2 separate regions of the Triticum aestivum genome follow, and region 1 is linked to region 2. Evidence: chromatin contacts called from public Hi-C data. All regions are on one chromosome and are shown on one strand. Each heading gives the region's core, a stretch centred on a gene start, on an enhancer-like site or on the middle of the called end of the contact. The rest is flanking DNA. Distances are from core to core; before and after follow the strand shown.

The links. A called contact is a pair of places that touch in the nucleus more often than the background predicts.
Region 1: a contact with region 2 is called in a Hi-C map of leaf, with 4 times the contacts expected there. The contact joins the enhancer-like site here to the promoter of LOC123115724 in region 2. A contact is called at or near these places in 4 of 5 Hi-C or Micro-C datasets (leaf, root and an unstated tissue) and 1 of 1 datasets of contacts at active chromatin or transcription factors (leaf).

Annotation. Positions count from the first base shown.
Region 1 is chr5B:78,941,239-78,944,987 of IWGSC CS RefSeq v2.1, forward strand. No RefSeq gene overlaps it. Among protein-coding and RNA genes, the nearest start is that of LOC123110509, 13 kb to the right of the region's middle. Within about 2 kb of position 1,768, at least 4 of the 8 cell types and tissues checked have an H3K27ac peak or open chromatin away from gene starts, as enhancers often do. A contact at or near this core is called in leaf and root, where this site is marked.
Region 2 is chr5B:78,904,921-78,908,700 of IWGSC CS RefSeq v2.1, forward strand. It overlaps LOC123115724 (probable LRR receptor-like serine/threonine-protein kinase At3g47570), which reads right to left and starts at 1,651. Exons shown (of 3, transcript XM_044536827.1): 1 at 788-1,651; 2 at 570-656; 3 at 27-473. The coding sequence starts at 818. The coding sequence ends at 100.

The DNA.
Region 1 (3,749 bases), core at 518-3,017, 36 kb after region 2:
TCCGTCGGAGGACAAAAGTGCTCCTCTCCAAGTTCCGCCTCGAGACGGCGGTGCTCCGTCCCGAAAGTCATCTCCTTTTTTCTAGGTAAAAAGACCTTATGTACCAGAAGATGGGCACCGAAGGTGGGTCAGGGCCCCCACTACCTACCAGGGCGCGCAGGGGGCAGGTGCGCCCTGGTGCCTAGTGGGCACCTAGGTGGCCCCCTCAGGTATTTATTTTCTCCAGTATATTTTATATATTCCAAAATAATTCTCCGTAAAATTTCAGCTCATTTGGAAATGTGCAGAATAGGTATCTCTGACGTCGCTTTTTCAGGTTTAGAATTCTAGTTGTCGGTATTCTCCCTCTTTGTGTAAACCTTGCATATTATGAGAGAAAATGCATTAGAATTACTCAACAAAGTGTTATATTGAATAAAACACTATAACAGTAGGAAAACATGATGCAAAATGGACGTATCATCGCCGTCATCTTCGCTGACATCGGCACCTTCTACCGCACGTTGATTAGCGTCGCAACCGTCATCGAGTCCTCCAGTGCTGGTCCCTCCGACTTGGCATACAGCTCATGCTGGTCCCCGTATACGCATGTCTGGTGTTGATAAGACCGACGCGTGCCTTCATCCACGACGTGTCTCCGGGCTTGGCATTCCTGGTGTGATGCCTCGTCAACACCGACTTCTTTCCATCTACGCATGCCCTGTGCTGGCAACATCGACTTATGCATTCCGAACGTGTCCCCTAGCTGGCAAACGCGGCACCTCGTCCACCCCATCTTCTTTCTGGCGCAGCACTGCGCCCCTTACTAACACAGCGACTACCTTGACACCGGCCACCCCATCCCTCGCACGGCTACCCCGATCATGGCTACACCACCCTATGCTCTCGGCTATATCGACATCGGCACAAAGAGCTACCATCTTACTTGAGCAACCTCGTCGGCTTTTCACTCCAGCCACAACTTCCGCAATATGTGACCTCTATAACTGTGGGGGGATGCCCGTCAACTTACACCCTTCGGATTCTTCTCCAGTCTCACCGTCTGCGTCGCTACCATTATGACTATGGGGGTGTTGAGTATCATGATTAGTTGCAGAATATAGTATAATCTAGGATTTATTGTACCTTGTCTTGTATTTCAAGAAAATCATGTACTCCCCACGAGGCTCAAACAATACATCATCAATTCCACCAATTCCACATCCATTCCTCTTACTAAACCCAACAATCTCCCCCTCACACATCGGTCATCCATGGGCCCGCTAACACCAGCGTTTCCAGCCCACCAACCATGACCGACCACCCGTGAGTCTACCGAGATTCATTCCGGTCACCTGGGCTCTGATACCAATTGTTACGCAATCCCGGGTCCGCTATCACCAGCGTTTCCGACCCACATGCGTCAACCAGGCCCAACCGGAGAGCAACACCGACTTATGACAGGACTTGGGCCCTCTCCCCCCAAAAGACTAGCCTGTTAGGAGGGGACACCCCCCGCCCTTATAAGTCGTGTTATGTCTCCCCCCACAACCGATGTGGGACTAAACCCAACAGACTTCTGTAAAGAACAACGTGATTCTAAGAGAGATCAGAAGCACAAAATGGTTTTTCGCGATTCAAAGAGGCAGCTATCATGTTACCGGCGCGGCGCGTGCTTTCTTTACGGCATCGTGGAAACGTGGAACCGTCATCTATCGCTCACACGGATCGTGATCACTCGTGGAGACAACGTGGCCGTATGTCCGCGTCACTGCCACGCGCGTGAATGATCGGAAGAGACGACATAGCATTTGCTGTTTACGACAGCTCGTTCCTTTCACATCGAGACAAAAGGGCCATGTGAACGATGGTTATCTATCAAAAATCAATAAAGCTCTTTGAATCACACACAAAAAAAAGGCTGAAAACTACTCTTCCAAGTTAATTATTAACTTAGGTTAGTCTTGGCGTCGTGATGGCTTTTCAAAAATCAATTTTTTTCTACAAAAAAAAAAAAGCTGACCAGTTGAAACAAAATCATCAACGATGCGCCATCTTAGCTGCCTCTGTCTTGTCTTCGTGCCCAGACAAATTACCCGGCCGGTCCGTCGCCCGTCGGTTTTGGTCAGGATCAGTGTGCCTCCGACTGCGACCCTGCAGGCGGTTCAGACCCCAGATCCGCTCCAACAACGACGACCCGAACCCGCACCGAAAACGAGTCAGACGCGCGCACGGCACGCCCACGGTATACTTTGCCGTGTGGAGCCAGCCAGTCACCCCCAACTGCAATGCATATCCTACCTGGCCACCTTCCCGTCAGCGATGCATGGCGCCCTATATAAGCGACAGCCAGCATCCAAGGTGCTCCATCGCATTTGCACATCCCCGTTCGCTGGCATCCAGATCGCCCATTTCGTTCCCGCAATCATACAAGTTCGTTCGTCCGGCCCACAAGTTAGTTGAGATCAAGCCTGCGCCATCGCCATGTCTTCTACGACGACGACGACCGCGTCCGACGTCGCCGGCGTCTGGTTCTTCGGCAAGCTCTCCGCCGCCATCCGTGGGAAGAAGAGGCAGGCCGTGCCGACGGTGAGCCACGCCGATCACCAACACCAGATGGGAGGGGCCGCTCATGGCAACAAGGCGGCCGCGGCGGCGAAGCCTTCCGTCGTCGACCGGAAGGAGGCCGGCGGCGGTGGGATGTCGGACGCGACGGTGTACCTGCTGCTCGACCGCTTCGCACCCAGCTAGCCGGTGCTCGCTCGTCTCACCCACCCCCGCTCCTCGTGTACCTCGACTGTATATGTAACTACGTTTCTTAGTTCAATTCTTGTTCCGAGATATTTATGCACAAACTCTGGTTGAACTTTTCTTCATTAGTCCTTCCCTTAAAACTTAATTTTCCATACTCTCGAAATAAAAAGGACTTAATTCTCTAAAAAGGAGAATTTTGCCAATTCATCCAAACTCCATTGGAACATATACTATCACAACATATTAATTCGAAAACCGAGAATTCAAGTACACACATTAAAGTACATATCAAATTTAATGTTTTTAAAAATTAGCCATTCAAATTTCAAACACAATATAGGTCCAAATGAAATATAAGAATCCAAATAAAACATGATCAAAGCACAAGAATCAAGTGATATGAAGTAACCAGTGGTGCTCAACAATATCTTCTTGGAGTTGGTTGAGATCTTCTGGTTCTCGATCCTTCGGTGTGCCTGTATTCTGTTGGAGTGATGTTCCAACTCTACCATGACATCATTGTAGAGGAACCGCAAGTTTTTCGGGCCATCTCTCTCATCCTTGATGATCATGTTGTGCAACATAACATGTGTTGTCATGACCTTCTACAGGCTCCGAGGCTTCCAATACTCAGCAGGGGCATGGACAATCGCAAAGTGAAGTGTTTTTACCGCTCGAACTGTCGCGTGTACTCCTCATCCGTCCGCTCGGCCTCTGTGTGGAGGGGCGGCTGTTGTTGCTCCTTATCGTTCAAGTAGAGCATCACCGTCGTCTTGAACGACGGAGGTGTGGACCCCCGACGAGCCTGGGGCCATGGGCAGCGGCGCCATGATCTGGAACTCTCCTCGGATCCTCCTACCGAAGGAGAGCCACTTGTTAGTTGTTACGGATGTCGAACTTGCTCATCATGGCGATGAGCAGAGGAAAGGAGAGACAGGGCAAGGCGGCATTGTGCAAGGAGAGGAGGTAGGGTTTGCAGGCGCGGCCAAACTACTTAAATAATCGGTGCAGGCGGA
Region 2 (3,780 bases), core at 401-2,900:
GTTGATGACTAGTATACGTCAATTGGTAAGACAACGGGTAATACAATGTTCCATTTTCTAAAAGGATATACATTAATATATCGAAGCAAGAGTGATCAATCATGATGTTGCACTCTGTGATGTCTCCGTTGTCCATGCAGTGTACTTCATTTGAATCCTTTTTAGCATAACGACCACATCGCTCATCTTTATCCTATCGCAAGGTGAGTCGTTGGAGCAGAGCAAACCAACTTCCAATACCGGCAGAAGAAAGTCGCCATGCAAGTTGCAACTTGAAGAGGAGCCTTGCAGTAGCCGGGCATCAACGACATGGCTCAGCTTTGCAGGAAATGACTGGTAAACCCATCGCCTGAGGCTTAATTCTCCGACGAACATAGCATCTGTAGGCTTCCTTCCAGTAAAAACTTCAAGGAGCATTATTCCGTAGCTAAACACATCACTCAGTCGTGATGCTTTTCCATATGATCCATACTCTACACAAGCAAAAGATGAAGACAGATTTCAACATGACTCATGAGTCTAACAAGAAATGGATATTTATATTAAGCAAGATAGCCAAACTTAAGTACCTGGTGACATGTATCCAATTGTACCCGGCATGTTTGAAGAGATCGTTGAGCTATCCTCACATTGTAGTAACCTTGCAATGCCAAAGTCTGCCACATGTGCAGTCATGTCCTCATCAAACAATACATTGCTAGGCTTCAAGTCGCAATGCAAAACCACTTCATGGTATCCATGGTGCAAATACTCCATTGCCATTGATACGTCGAGCAGAGCGGCTAACCTTTCATGAAACCCGAATTGTCTTCCCCCATCTTCTGAGTGGTGAAGTAGCATGTCTAAGCTGCCGTTGGGCATGTACTGCAACACTAGTGCTATGAAGTCCATGTTAGAGCATGTGTTAATTACCCGTATTAGGTTGCGGTGACGCGCCATGCGGAACACACGACATTCTGCGTCAAAGCTCTTGACGCTGTGCTTGGACCGCATATCAAGAACCTTTATTGCAACCACCAAACCGCTGCTCAGTTGGCCTTTAAAAACTTTTCCAAAGCCCCCAGATCCCAACATGTGATCCTCACTAAAATTATCTGTGGCGCGGACAAGATCTACATGAGAGATTAACTGATGGCTTACCGGGTCTTCCAGATCAATAGAAGCTTCGACCTTGCCTTTCTCAAGTTTCTTTCCGATTGATAGGCACCAAGAGTAGAAGCAAAAAGCAGTAGCACCAAGAGCTATAGTGGCACCCGGGAGTATGATTATGAGCAAACTGGAGGCCATTGGGGTTTCACTTTGTTTGATCTATGTGTCTGTACGTATTTGCTGGAGTGTTGGTTGCTGCATCGGTGGAGCCTGGATGTGCTTATATTGATGGATGGCCCGGGTGAACAGGAAGCTAGGTAGAGAGAAAAGTCATGGTTGGCAGGGATTGCAATTTACGGAGATGCCCCTGATTGAGCCCTGGCTCGGTCAATGCTGGCTGAAAAATATGTGGCAGTGTATACATACGTACCTTCGTTCTATCGATGAGCCCCTTCGCAGATGGTCTTTGTAAATTGGTAAATGTTTAGGAACGGCCGGCCGGCCAGCAATTGGGCCGATCGCGCTCGTCCTACGAATGGCGCTTAATCCATCGGTCCTCAGGTCTGCCGTCTGCTTTGGATCGAGGCAACCAATCCATCGTATCGTATGTATAGCAGCCATCCCTGTCCTCCACACACTGCCCTTTCTCCCCTCAACCTTATCTACAGGGTGAGATAAAACCACAGCCATGTGTGCACATTGTGGCTATCGTCTACTTCAATTCAAATCGCCACCCCAATCTATGACCGCGCCCCGACATGCTGCACCTTGCGATTTTGCAAAGGCCAGGCAACAGGCACTGTGACAGCCATGGGCCGGCGAAGCTGCGAGGTGTCGACGTTGCTAGCGAACGTGCTTATGTAGTGGTTCTATTCCTTAGGCTAGACTGGTGTAATTCTATTGTAACAGCCAGTATATATATACACATGTGTAACCTCAATTATAATCAAGGAAGTGTTGCACGATCTCTCTCTCGATACCCTCGTTCAGACTCCAACATGGTATCAGTTTGAACTCACGATCCACATCTTCCGCTGCTCCTCTCTCCTCCCCATCCTCCACGACCGCCATGAGCACTTCCTCCTCTGTCTCCTCCCCCGGCGACTCGGAGTCCGACGATGACCAGTTCCGTCTTCCCGTCGCCACCCAAACCCTCCCCACCACCCAGGTCCAGTCCCTTCGCATCCGCGACCATGTGCTGGTTACTCTGGATTTCGAGAAAGAAAACTACGGCCTCTGGCGCCGTCCCTCTCCGCTCTCGCCAAGTTCGGCCTCACCGCCCACGTCGACGGCTCGCCGACCCAGGCGACTTCCGACTGGGTTCTCAATGAATTCGCCGTCCTCTCGTGGTACAACGCCACCGTGACTCCGTCGACGCTGGAGATCGTCTCCGATCGCAAGGACAGGCGTATTCCCTCTGGCACTCGCTTCGCTCTCTCTTCCGCAGCAACCGTGACGCCCGGATCACCTACCTCCTCGACGAGTTCCACAGCTTTACCCTGGGCGATCTCTCCGTTGTCAACTACACCTCCCGGCTCAAGACCATGGCGGACACCCTCCGGGACCTTGGTCACCGCCTGAAAGATCGCGAGCTCGTTCACAGCGTGCTGTGCGGCCTCGACGAGCGTCTCCAACACGCCGTCCCACACATGACGCGCGGCCGCCGCCCCTCCTTCATCAAGCTGCGGCCGTTTCTCCAGCTGCAGGAGCAGCGCATCGCTCGCCTGGCGCGCGTCAACGCCCGCTCGGCCCTCCTCGCCCACGCCAGCGCGTTCTACGCGGCCCGCCCGTCGTCTTCCACGCCGGCCCCGCCTCCCTTCAATCCCGCGCTGCTCGGCCCTCCAACAGTCGGGCCCGGCGGGTCTGCCAGCTCTCCCGGCTCTCGTGGGCGCCAGAAGAAGCGCAAGCAGAACCCCTCCGGCCAGCCCGGTTCTGTTTCCAGCGGGGGCGCGCCCGGCGGCCTTCTGCTCGTCCCGCGTCTGCCCGCTCCGGCTGCAACGGTGGTCGGCACCTTCCAGGGGATCCTCGGCGCCCGCCCACCCGCTCCCGTCGTGCCCCAGGCGCACCTGACTACGACCACCGTTTCGGCATCACCACAATGGGATCAAGCCGCCCTCATTGCTGCCCTGAATCAGATGGCTCTGCATCCGCCCACTGCTCCTGGTGGCGATTGGATCTTCGACAGCGGCGCCTCTTCCCATATGGGCTCCGGCTCTGGTATACCCTTTTCCCCTCCTTCTCCTTCCTCTCCAACCTCGATCATCGTCGCTAATGGTGCTCTCCTGCCCATCACCGGCATCGGCTCCACCTCCTTCCCCACCCCCTCCCGCCCACTCTCTCTTCTAGAAATTCTCATCTCCCCCTCCCTTATTAGAAATCTAGTTTCTGTTCGTGCCTTTACTCGTGACAATTTGGTTTATGTTGAATTTGACCCTACTGGTTTTTCTATCAAGGATCTGGCAACCAAGACGGTGCTTCTCTGATGTGATTCTCCCAGCGAGCTCTACACCTTCACACCGCCTCGCCACTGTCTCTCCACCACCGTCACCGCCGACCTGTGGCACCAGCGCCTCGGCCATCCTGGTGCCGCCGTCCTCGCCAAAGCCTCTACATATTTCAATTTCAATTTCAATAAAAGCACGACATCTCATTGTGATGCTTGTCACTTGGGCAAACATGTTAGGCTACCTT